2 separate regions of the Zea mays genome follow, and region 2 is linked to region 1. Evidence: chromatin contacts called from public Hi-C data. All regions are on one chromosome and are shown on one strand. The core of a region is the stretch at or near the end of the contact, and the rest is flanking DNA. Distances in the headings are between cores, read along the strand shown.

Evidence for each region. A called contact is a pair of places that touch in the nucleus more often than the background predicts.
Region 2: a Hi-C map of leaf shows a contact between it and region 1, with 10 times the contacts expected there. The contact joins the enhancer-like site here to the promoter of LOC100280700 in region 1. A contact is called at or near these places in 2 of 25 Hi-C or Micro-C datasets (ear and leaf).

What each region holds. Positions count from the first base shown.
Region 1 is chr1:259,955,798-259,962,269 of Zm-B73-REFERENCE-NAM-5.0, forward strand. LOC100280700 reads left to right here and starts at 4,655. Exons shown (of 4, transcript NM_001153619.2): 1 at 4,655-4,892; 2 at 5,359-6,248; 3 at 6,350-6,472. The coding sequence starts at 5,461.
Region 2 is chr1:260,213,947-260,220,492 of Zm-B73-REFERENCE-NAM-5.0, forward strand. LOC103643720 (protein DA1-related 1) reads right to left here. Exons shown (of 15, transcript XM_008666890.4): 11 at 6,312-6,524; 12 at 6,184-6,243; 13 at 5,963-6,078; 14 at 5,773-5,831; 15 at 5,027-5,660. The coding sequence ends at 5,335. Among protein-coding and RNA genes, the nearest start is that of LOC103643720, 14 kb to the right of the region's middle. Within about 2 kb of position 4,200, at least 4 of the 20 cell types and tissues checked have an H3K27ac peak or open chromatin away from gene starts, as enhancers often do. A contact at or near this core is called in leaf, where this site is marked.

The DNA.
Region 1 (6,472 bases), core at 3,405-5,904:
AATAGAGCAATTTCATTTTGTGCTTGGCAATCAGAATAGAACCGCTCCATTTTTTATTTGGTTGAAGAATAGAATAAAGTGGATGTATTCCGTTCATTGTTTGGTTGGAAAGTCATATAAGTGTGGAAGGGAGAAGAAGAAAGAGTGCTCACATCTTGGAAAGTCATATAAGTGTGGAAGGGAGAAGAAGAAAGAGTGCTCACATCCACGAGAGCGCTCGCATCTGGTTGTTTGGTGGAGTAGAAGCATTACAAATATTTGTTATATATAGACTCAAGAGCCACCTCGCTTCTCTTCCGTTGGAAACCAAACATCTATAAAATCGGAATGGAGTCACTCAATTCTCTTCCGCTCTTCAGTAGAAAGATTGGAAACAAAGAGTGTCGCTGTGTCCGTGTACTTGAGTAGAAGATTGAAATGGCAGGGCCGATAGTATAGAAAAAAGAGAGGAAAGGACAAGCCATAGAAGTCGAAACATGTTGAGTTTAATCAAACCTACTTAGAAAATATCAATATTTATAGTACCATATAAATATCATTAAAGTGTTCAATTACCTATATTTTATGACAGATTTTTGATATTATAAATATTTAGGGCTAATTTAGAAACACCATTATCTCAAGGGGTTCCTATTTTTCCATAGAAAAATGAACTAATTTTTCTTAGAAAAATGATTTTTTTTTTGAAAAAATAGTGTTTCCAAACTAGTCTTTAATATTTCTTTTTATAAATTCGGCTATCCTTTAAACAGTGTAAATAAAGAGAACTAGAATCCTATATCTAGGATGAAGTACAGATGCAACAACATGCGACTTTTGGCTAGTCGCTAACTCAGGCTATTTTCTCAGCTATGGTATTTGTGCCTGTCAATTTTTGTCAAGTTTAAGTAGGGATGTTCCTAAAACACCGACTTGTATCACAAATCTAATATTTTAGCATAGATATACATAGAATTTAAAGCTATTTTTTGGCAATGTTATTAAAAATATTATGAAGTATTTAAATAAATTTTTATATAATTTTTTATGTATATTATTTTCTTCCTACAACAAAAAGGTGAAAAAACATCTGAATCCGTATTCGAATACACATCCGAATTTTATATCAATTATTTAAAAATATATAGAATGAATTTAATGTTTATTTTTTTTGAAGATTAATAGCCTCAATGCTAAAAACAAGAATATAAATTTACATAGCAAAATCTATATGTTATTTGTTCATAGTCGAAGAAAGAAGACCAAAAATTTGACATCCGAATAAATATCCGGATCCATCCCTAAGTTTGAGTTAGATTTGAAGAAATTAGCAATATTTTTATCTCTAATTTTTAATATAAAATTAGACGAGTAAAATACAATGGTCATTGAATTTGGCCTACCGTGTCACTTGGGCCCTGAACTCGGAAAACAAATAAAATGGCTCCTCTAGTTTAGTCAGCCTAATTGGTTTTACTCAAATTATATGCTGATGTGGCAATGCTATGTTGGAGCATACTAATTAAAGTCCGAGGACCGAAGTGATATACTATGCCAAGTTTAAAGACCTAAGTGACACATCATATCAAGTTTGGGGTCTTAAGCAACTCTAATATGGCATGTCACGTCGATATCCTATTTGAGCAAACTTGATTTTAGACTTTTTTGTATGGGGTAACTAAGTTAGATGACTCGTTTTACTGATTTTCTGAGTTTAGAGACCAAATGACACATCGTGCTAAGTTCGAGGATCGTTTATGCATTTTACTCAAAATAGATTAAAGATTTATCTCACAACACTAATCTAATGATACTAATTATATACAATAAATATTATTATTATTTATATATTTGATTAAAGCTAAAAATGATATAAGTGAGAATGACAACCATTTTGGTATGGAGGGAGTAGACGTGTTGTTGGGCTAATGCCATTCTTAGTGGGGTTCCATAAGCATTAAATAGGCTAGCATTTTTTGATGATGTGACAGTGTATTAATGACGAGAGAGATGAAAGTAGTTATATGGGTATGAAATCATGTGTATACTGTTTCTAAGATGTTTGTGTCTTGCATGTGACCTAGGAAAACAACAAACATGAAACTATGCATTATGTGAGACTATTTCATCATAGTTTCAAATATTCTTACATGATGTGTTAATCGTGTCCATGAAACTCTCACTGAGAACGGCCTAAGGAGAGTGGGTCCGTCTTACTAAGTACGGCGTAAGATTGCCTACAACGAATCTCGCAAGCCCCCTCCCCTATTATTGTGCATCGTATAGGGGCTACAATTGCCCTCTAAAGCACACAACGTCGCCCCTCCTACTCTATCCAACGAGAATCGTCTCTCTCACCCAAGATGTACCAGCTCTGACGTTGTCCACGCGAGAGCTCGTGTCGTCGCTCGGAAGGTTTCGTTGGGGCCTGCGCTTTCGGAGACGAACGCAACTCACCGGCCTTTGTCGTGACTCGACAGTGGAGCCCCTCCGGCATGCGCAGCGACGACGAGCCACCGAGTCAGGCTCCTAGGAGAGTTACTCGTTCATGAAGCAACAAGTCGCAGGATCTCCATCGTCGACCACCGCCGCCGGTAGAAGAAGAACGTTGCCCCGACTCCGATACAACCACCCGCAAACTATGCCTTCGCCGCTACCGAGGTCGTCGCGCTCGCTGAGCCCATCTCTTGGCTGTCCAGCGCGCCATCGGCTACACATGGATGGAGAGAGATTGCGTGGACTAGTAGTTGAGAAGAAATGGTATTATTTGTTTCAGGTGGGGCATGAAGGATAAATATAGAGGAAAGCGCTGCAGAGAGAGGTGATATAGTGATATAGGTGAGATAGATTGCTGACGTGGCTAGATAGTGTGATATAGGGAGTGAAATATAGAGGGGGCTATTGAAGACAGTCTTAGGACCTGCTTGATTGAACTTGTAGATGTTTGTCAGCTCGAAAACAAGAAGCCCAAATAAATAGCTAGTTTTTTTTTGTTTGTTTAGATGTTGAAAAAATAAATAAAAAACTAAGTCCATATGGGAAATTGCTGTAGCTTTCTGAGTTTAGAAAGCGAATAGAATCACCAAAAATGTTATAATTAGTCTCGTAGGAGCATAAATCCAAGCAATTTTTTGGAGAAGTCTAAAAGCAACTATAGGCTTGTTCGATTTATTCTCATCACATGTGGATCGAAGTGGATTGAAATGTATTTTGACCTGTTATGGATTTAATCCCACACAATACATATGGATTAACTACAAAATGAACAAGTCCATACCTCCAACAAACAGACTGAGATGGTTCAACTGTTGGTTTCCACTAGAGCCCGGCTCTATTGAGATGGTTATTGATAGCCAGTTTGAAGAGATTTGGTAACCTTGCATCTAGAAATCTCGAATCTGATGATGTTACCGCCCATATTTCCCTTCAGCTGGCATTTCATCGAGCACTTCATTGGCATGAAGAAACAACTCCATTGTCATTTCCCTCCGTGAGAAGTAGGGAGGGAAATGCGTGTGAGTCTGATTCCACTCAAACGGTCACACCCACCCATCTTCTCCTGGTCGCAGGACCAGATGCATGTCCTTTTCTTTTGACCTTTCAGCGACTCCCATGGATGGATGCAATGCAACTGCAACCACGTCAGGAACATGTGATTCCAGGGGCCCTACGCCTCACGTCACGTGTCCACGATGACTCGTTAATATGCGGACTAAAATCAATCAGCGTCTCCAAATCATGCATCTTATCAGATCACAGGGTTCTCCATCATCTTCTATATAATATTATTATTAATAATAATAATAATAATAATAATAATAATAATAATAATAATAATAATAATAATAAAATAATAATAAAAATAATAATAAATAACAATAACTGTATCATCACGACGATGCCGTGCAACGAATGAATGCATCTCCGCACGTTACAGGTTCATCAGAATTTCCTCCCGACAAGCATTCCAGCCATAATTGTATACCAAGAGAGTTCATACACACACGCGCGCACACAAATAGTGATGCGAAGCTGTACTACGAGTTTATTCATTCCAAAGGAAAAAAAAAGAGAGAGCATCTGTGTTAGGTAAGCTTCAATCTCTTCGTAGTATCAAAATGCAAAGATGCCATGTCCAAACTTGTCACCTATTAAAATATGCAACTTCCTCTCTCTTTGCGCCTATGGGCAGAAGGGTAAGGAAAAAGAAAAGAAAAGAAAAGAAAAGAAAAGAAAGCAAGTCCCAAAGTTTAGTTTACTACCGGTCCACCACCCGTAAATAAACTACTCCATACAAACATCTGCGTCCAGTGGGGCAGTGTTTTTCCATGTGAGAGCGTAGCAACAGTCAACACCAGCCCACTTTCACACTGACTCGTGCCTTTGACATTTCTGACCCCCCCACCAGGTCACCAAGTCATCGACCCAACTGGTCCCCACCAGCCAAAACCCATCCCCAGCCGTGCGTCGCCTCCCAGATCCATCACTGACGGCCAGGATCGGATCAACGGTCACGCCTTTTCTAATCTAATTTCTAACCCGGCCCCGCAATAAAACTACTCCCGAGGGCGCGGGGCTTTTTCAAAGCGGGGAGGGGAGGGACGAGACGAGGGACCCGGCTGCTATTTTTTATTTATACGAACCGGCGTCCGTCCTCGGCCGCGAAAACGAAATGCGAATTTATTTGTTTATCACCTTTTGTTTTTGGGGTTTTCTTCCCCCCTCCCCCCTCCCCTCCTCTCTTCGTTCACTCCTCTGCGTCCGGTCTTCTTCGTCCCCTCCGTCGCCTTCACACCTGCTTGCCATTTGCGATTTCACCGTCCCGTCCCGTGGCGCAACGACCGCCGCCTTCCGGCCACCCGGTCGCGGCTCCCCCGGATTCGCGCCCACCGCGCCTCCGGATCGTCTCGGAGGTGAGCTCGCGGCTCGGGCGATTGCCCCCCGTTTTTTTTGAGTGGGTACGGATTTTCGTGGCGGTTTGGTGCTTGCCGCCTTTGTCTGGCCGCGAGTTCCTGGCGTGCGAATCTTTGGATTATTATTTAGGGCGCGTTCCGTCCGTGCGGTGGGGGTTCTCCTCGCGTCCGTTTTGATGCGTCCGCACGCAAGAGATCGTCGCCCCGGATCGTTTACTTGCCGCGGCCGGCGACCGTCGGTCTCGGCGTCCGCGCCCGCCGCTTCTGGGATTTCTTGCGGAGACGGCTCCCCCTCCCGTCGTCCCCCGTGATCCGCTCCGCTCAAGACACGAGCTGGCTAGCTCTACTAATAGGCTTTCTCCGATGCCTGTTGCGTGCGTGGTGTACTGGTGTTGCGATAAAAGAGCTGAGCTTCTGAGCCTTACGTAGGATCTGAGTGATTCTTTTTTTTTTACCTGCTGTCCAGATCTGCCGCTGAGGGAGTTGCATATAATCTGAGCTGGTGCTCCTCAAGTGTTCGGAAGAGGTCCCTGTTTTATTCGTTTTTGTTGGTGCGATTGCGAGTGTAATGGAGGAAGTGGAGGAAGCGAACAGGGAAGCCGTGGAGAGCTGCCACAGGGTGCTCGCCTTGCTCTCCCAGCCGCATGACCCCGCGCAGGCCAGGAGCATAGCTCTGGGCACGGACGAAGCATGTGCCAGGTTCAGGAAGGTGGTCTCTCTACTGAGCAATGGAGGAGCGGGGCTAGGAGAAGCCGGGCCGTCATGCGGAAGCGCAAGCGCAAGCCGTCCTAGAGCTAAGCTTGTTAGCAGAAGACAGAATCCAGGGTTCTTGACCCAGAAAGGCTTCCTGGACAGCAACACCCCGGTCGTGGTGTTGAACAGCGCCCATCCTTCTACTACCTCCGCGCAGGTGTACCCTAGAACTGGAGCTCTCGTCGATGCACAGAGCGTGCACCCCCTCGGAGTCGGAGGACCTCCCAAGCTGGTCCAGCCCTTGTCCGCGCACTTTCAGTTCGGCAGTGTGCCGGCTCGGTATCAGTTCCCGAATCAGCAGCAGCAGAAGTTGCACGCCGAGATGTTCAAGAGAAGCAACAGCGGGGTTAACCTGAAGTTCGAGAGCGCCAGTGGCACTGCTGGGACGATGTCGTCGGCGAGGTCCTTCTTGTCGTCTCTGAGCATGGACGGTAGCGTGGCTAGCCTGGACGCCAAGTCATCGTCGTTCCATTTGATCGGTGGACCTGCGATGAGCGATCCGCTGAACGCGCAGCAGCCCCCGAGGAGGCGGTGCACGGGCCGTGGGGAGGATGGGACCGGCAAGTGCGCTGTTACAGGGAGGTGCCACTGTTCGAAGAGAAGGTAGGTACATCTGCTACCCCTGTGCTTATTATTGTTACTATTTTTTAAAAAAAAATTCAAGATTTTTAATACGATCGCTGTTCCTTTTTTTTTTATTTCAGTAGGAAGTTGCGGGTGAAGAGGTCGATTAAGGTTCCTGCCATTAGTAACAAGATTGCCGATATACCTCCGGATGAATACTCGTGGAGGAAGTATGGGCAGAAGCCAATTAAGGGTTCCCCTCA
Region 2 (6,546 bases), core at 2,950-5,449, 260 kb after region 1:
TCATCCTACTAGTCCTATTCTGAACTATCATTAATAGTGTCATATTATTGCTGAAAGATGTGTCTCTTAAACCTAAGGAATAGTCTTATTGTGAAAAAAATATGAAAGATTTTGACTTATTTGGGATTGAAATCTATCCAATCCCACCAAATCTACATGGATTGAGAGCAAAACGAACAAGCCCTGATTATAGATTAAGTGGACCGGGTAGAGGGTGGGGCCGGTGTCCGAGAGGCCAAAGAAAGAAGAAAAAACGAAGTCATTTTCTCGATCGAGCAACGAAAGCATCTGCCCCGGTTCCGGCGTCTCAAATCGGGGCAACCGATTCTTCACGTTTCTTTGAGAAAACGATCTCTCTGCTAGCTCTTCCAAGCCTCGGAATCCCAAAGGGATAAATAAATACACATGCGGATATCCATCCAGCCAGCCTCTGCCTAGAGATTTATTATACATACACATGCAAATCAGATCATCTTTTGCCTTACCAACTACAATGTATATGCATACATGGATACATCTAACAGTGCATAAAGAAAAAGTATACATGTTGAGATTTATGTGCTCTACATGAGGGAGAAATTAAACATCCAGCCCAGCTAGACATATCCAACTGCCCACCAGCAGGTCCGTTTCACGCCAAATGCAATCCAGGTCAACCATTTTTCTATTTACTTGAACGGACCTTCTTTTTCTTGATAGGTAAAGACACACCAACCCATCACAAAAAAAAACAGTTCAAACCTAAAACGCCAAGATGTTGAAAGAAATATCATCTATTGGCGGTTGGTTAAGAGAACCACATTCTATTTTCACCGAAGGTTGGTTAAGAGAACCGACAGTGAAAATAACATTTCTACTGGTGGTTCCAAAATAACTTAGCACTTGTAGCACTGAAAACGTCAATGAAAATAGCTCTATGAACGTTGTTATAGAGCTTCTGTGTGCTAGTGGTAGACTGCGGTGAGCGGCAGCAAGCACTCCAATGAATGGATCGGGTATGCCACTAGAAGAAATTAATTAAATCTCTAATCAACTGAACTACATGAATTTGCTATTCCCATAAGGCAACGTATCCAATGCACATAGACTGCTGGTGCACATCATGCACATATTAAATCCTGCCCTTTCATCTAAGATCAAGCGTCTCACAATTATCTCACCTCTCTCTCTCCTGCCTTTTTGCTAAAATGCCCTCCCGCCTCTCCCACTTCCTGCCATGTCGTTCTTTAGAAAGCTGCGTGGCGGACTGTTTATCTGCTTGATCAGAACGGCTGGGAGTATGCAGGGTTCAGCCGTGTCAGATTTTTTTTGCTTCCTCCGGTCAATAGAATATGAATGTATTGCGTAGGTGAATATATAGTGGCGTTTTCATGCACCAACAGAATGAGCAAAGAAACTGACAACATCTAGTACATATATCCCCTATTGTTCTCTCTCTATCTTTCTCTGCCTCTCAAATAAAATATGATATATCAATAAAAAACTGAATATGCTCTAACTTTTCGACCAATGATTTGAAGCTGCAGCTCAAAAACAAAAAATAATATGCAACAGATTCAGTAAATCTTTCACTGCGCCATTTTCGATCACCATACCTATGTACCACAGTCTTGTATAGGACGACATGGTAAGATACATGTCATCCAACAAAGAGACCGTTGATTCTAAATCCATAAATTAATTACAAAATTAACAACATACGAAGGTCATCCGTGGTGATCGTTTCTAGGAGGTAAATGAGGGAGATGAGAGACCTCTAATCAGGGAGACGAACAGCCTGCTAGGGAGCTTTCTGAAAAGTGACATGCACTAAGTGAGGGAGGTGGAAGGGGATTTTAGAAAAAAGGCACGAGAGAGATGTGGGATGTGTTTGAGACGTTGGATTTTAGATCAAAGGATCTGATTTAATATGTGCATTATGTGCACCAGCAGTTCATGTGCATTGGATATGTTGCCTTCCCATAAACCATTGCATGCATCCACACCTAAACAATAACAATGTATGGAAGCAACTTGATGTGTAACCTACCTTACTTTCCGGCTTTGTTCATCCGGTCCTTCAATTCCCCACACACGGCCACATCCACTGGTGTGGTATGGTCCATCTATTATTGACTTTGGATTTGGCTTGAACTATTTGGTGGTTTTTTTTTTGCCCCTCTTAATTAGCTTCTACTATATATGTTACGCGGCGACCAAGTTATCAAGTGAGTAGGTAGCTGATTATGATCCCTTGAAAACGCATGAGCAAGAGTGTTCCATATATAGGTTCATTAGACTTTGTTTCTTTACAACGACATAGGTGCAGACTTTATCTGTCTGCAAGATGGTATTTCTTTATCATTAGAACCCTTTGGAGCCTTGGAGGAGTTATAACGCCCAACAAATCGACAAGCCGGCTCACATTTTTTTTAAGAAATAAACAGTACCCCATCAGTTCTAAATTATAATTCGTTTGATTTTTTTGTGTCACGTTTGATCGGCTCGTCCTATAAAAAAAATCTGCGAAAAATGAAAAATCCAAAGCTATATTTAAAGTATATTATCTGCTAAATAATATCACAACAAAAATTAACAATAGTTATGAAATTGAAACGGACGGAGTATAATAGGATCTCATCAGGATATAGTTGGTATGAACGTAATGAGCCTCACACAAAAGAATTCTAAACACTACTTTATCTAGAACTAGCTACTAGTTGCATTTGGTCGTAGATATCGATTGCTAATCTAAAAGAGCAGCATGCATAGTCAACAAATATTGCCTCGTGTAGTTGGCACATGCCACCGGCTCAAAAATTGCGGTCTAGTTCATGACACTTGTTGTGAGTCTTTGAGCTGGTACCTACCCATCGACTGGGACACAATCCTACCACGGAGGCACCGATTGCGATTTTCGTCGTCGTAGCCTGAAAGCAAACAGCGTGACGATGTGAAACGTCCATGAGATGGACCACGGCATGCAATGCAAGGCGGTTTAGGCAGTGATGCGGCAACCTGTTCTATATATAACTCCATCGGTTTCAATCAAAATGAGTTAGACGTTTGGTTTTATTTTAACTTAAAATAAACTTCTATAATTAGATTACTTTTTTTACAGAAAACACACACCGTCAAACATCAAACTGGTTTGCTTACATTTTTTCACAATTGAATATGTCTTGGTAGTTGATAGTACATTTATATAAATCTTCATATCTGTTTTTTAAAACAAATCCTAACCAAAGTTAGACAATTTTAGCTCAGCATAAAACTGGAGGTGTTTGGTTTCTAAGGACTCATTTTTAGTCTCTCTATTTTAATACATTTTAGTCCATAAATTGCCAAACACAAGAACTAAAACATAGATTATCTCTATTTTTAGTTCCTTTATTTGACAATTTATGAACTACAAGGAATTAAAATAGAGGAAACAAAAATTAGTCCCTAGAAATCAAACACTCTCTAAACCTTTTACATTTATGTCTCAGCAGAAAAGTTTATTACCGCTTTTGCCTCACATGGTTTTCAAACAATTGTTTGCACTCTAAACTACTTTGGAACAATTTCCCAGATTCCATGAGCTGTTTATAATCACTTTGTTTATGCGAATGTCTAAATTTGGCCACACAAAGAAATACTCTAAAATAAACAGCTTAACAAAATCCCATGTGGTGCCTCTTCGTTTTTTGTAATCATCATATATATTTTGCACTCTGTTGTATTATACGAAGAGTCTAAATTAAGGTATCCTCTTTTGTACAAATCTCCTATTGTTAAATTTCATGAACACTAACATTAGCATAGAATGCACTTCATCTGTCAAAAAATATAGTTCTTTCTAATCCTTTTTTCTAGCCATATTCAAATTAATGATAATAAATATAAACATACATATAAACTATCTTCATAAATTATTAAATGAATCTATATTTAGTGTAAAACGAATTATATTTTAGGACTAAAAAACCAACAATTTACAATTTAGGTGTTGGGCTACAGTAGGCCATGTCGTGGCCCTTTTTGGGACTGCAGCCACATATGCAAGTAATATAAAATGTTAGCCCAACCGACAGCAGTAAAGATTGCATACACATAGGGTTTTTCACCCGTGGAGGAAATGAGAGGAAAGATTGCCACAAGGGTTATCCACGTGTGTGAATGACCCAAGATTTTAGTCATTTACTGGGCCTTCCATCCAAACAAAAGCCTAACGGGCTTTTTCATCCCTCGGCTTATTTATACTACTCTATAAAAAATCTAATTAGGTCGTCTTGTGCTACCATGGCTTTACTCTCCGTACTGATACTATGGACCCGCTCCATACGCCCCCGCCTCGACGTCGTACCCTGTGGGCCTCATATCCGGCGTCCAGTGCAAAAAAAGAGCAAGCACTCGAACTCACGTCCCCTATTTCAAATTTTTGGGGCTAGCCAACAGACCACATATAACTTAATATTTAAAAATAAATAATAATTATATTTAAATAAATATCTTAATATTTATTTATATGATATATAACAATCGCAGCAAAATACAGACAACTGACTAGTTATTATATAAGCCTAAGAGTTGAAGTTACTGCTTTTGGAACTTTTCGGAAAAGCTGCTGCTAGGGTTTTAATTCTAAGAAGCCACTGATGTTATGAGCTTTCTAAAATCAGAAAGCTATAAAAAAACTCATAAAATTAGGCTTCTTAGCTTCCTATATAAACTCAGTTTTTATCTTCTAGTTTTCCGAAAGCTCAAAAGGCTAGCTGTTTATTTTAGCTTCAGACTTTTAGCACCGAGAAGCTAGCGAAAAGCTTAAACAAACAAGACCCGGCTCCTGATGACTTTATTAATGCATCTGTTTTGAATACCTGTTTTGAATACCCTGCTAATTGTAAGAAAGGACTGTTCAGCTTAGGATTTGTTTCTGAGGGATGACCCCCTCAGATACAAATATACTAAGTTGTACAGTTCTTTTTTACAATTAGTAGTAAACGAACAGGGTATTCGAGAATTGGCTTGGAATCTACTACGATACAAAGGAACGCAATAAAGAAGAGCATAGCATCCAACCATTGCATTTCAAGCACAGCAAAGCATATGTATTCGAAATTTCTTTTGCATCAAGTGACAGCATTCCACAAGGTTGGCCAAGCTAAAGACCACATACCTTCATGTCTGCACTGTGAAATTTTATAATTGAAAAGGGAAACAGTTTTTTTTCCTGCAATGGACAGTATAGCTAAATCCTTATGCCTCTTCTCGACACAGAAGTTCGGCTTTTCGTATGTATAACCTGAACCAAAAGTTCTCCAAAAAAAATATGTATACCCATATCCAAGCCGAGGTAAAAAAAAACCAGCTTCAGCATGGAAAAGACCCCGTCATCTTGATATGATCAAGGGTGCTTCTCAAGCCGTACCGCTCAATGGCTCGCATGCCTGCTCGAAACCCATCTCCATAAGCGACAGAAGAATCTGTTTCAATTTGGTACTTGAAGAACTCCCCGAGTCTTTTTTCAAATTCCGTCTTTGCGCCCTTTTTCGATGATGAAGATGTTGAAGATGACGATGACGCATCTGAGGTGGTTGACATGCTACCAGAACCTGATGTGATTTCTGACTCAAGCCAAAGATGAGCTAGAACCTGACAGATGCCTTCTTCAACCTCTGGACTCAGGGTTCGGTATCCTACCCAAAAAAAGTATTAAGATAGTAAATACTGCTGTTGTGCAAACATAGAATGGTATCGAAGAATGAAGAGGATGCTGCAAACGTAGATAAACAGGCACAACCAGAATACCTTTAAGTCGGAGGTAAGCATGCATCATCTCATGAGCCAGAATCGAGCCAGTTAGCAGCCTGCATGCAGTTAAATAAATTAAAATTAGAACATGAATGCATTCTCATGGATTGGCAGTAGAATCAACGTTCATCAAAGGGAAACTACATCAATTGTAATTAGTTTGTTAAATAATGAGAGAGAAAATCACCTTGGCAGCCCGTACAGTATAAGAATTGCAGTCACTTCACACCGTCTAATGAGTTTGTATGGTCCTGTGACCATATCTATGATTCTGTTGCCTGGTCCAATTGGTCCTTTCAATATCTAGACAATACCATTATGTTATTTATGTTTAATCGTAATTGGCTTTGAAGCTCACAAATTCAGTAGACCAATTAAGCAAAACAAGGAAATGTTTTAAGATCATACAGTTCTGACAATCTGCTCCTCAGATAGGCAGAGGCCTCTTGTTTCAGGAAGGTGGTGCACCTAATCGACGAGAGTACATTAGATATATGTTATATATACCACATAATAAAGGAAAGGGTGTCACTTACAGATTTCTCTGCTTCCATGGCTTCATTTAAAGCTTGTCGCTCAACCAAAAGCAAGGGAACTTGTTGCTCTACTTTCATGTTCATACCCTCATAAAATTCTTGAATATCAATGTACAGTGGCTGGCATTCATTGGTCTCCATAATAGCAGTATGCAGACACTCCAAGCAGAGTCTCCGGCCATCATCTAATGTTATGTATTGACTGTCCTTTGGCTAGGGTTGACAACAAAACAAT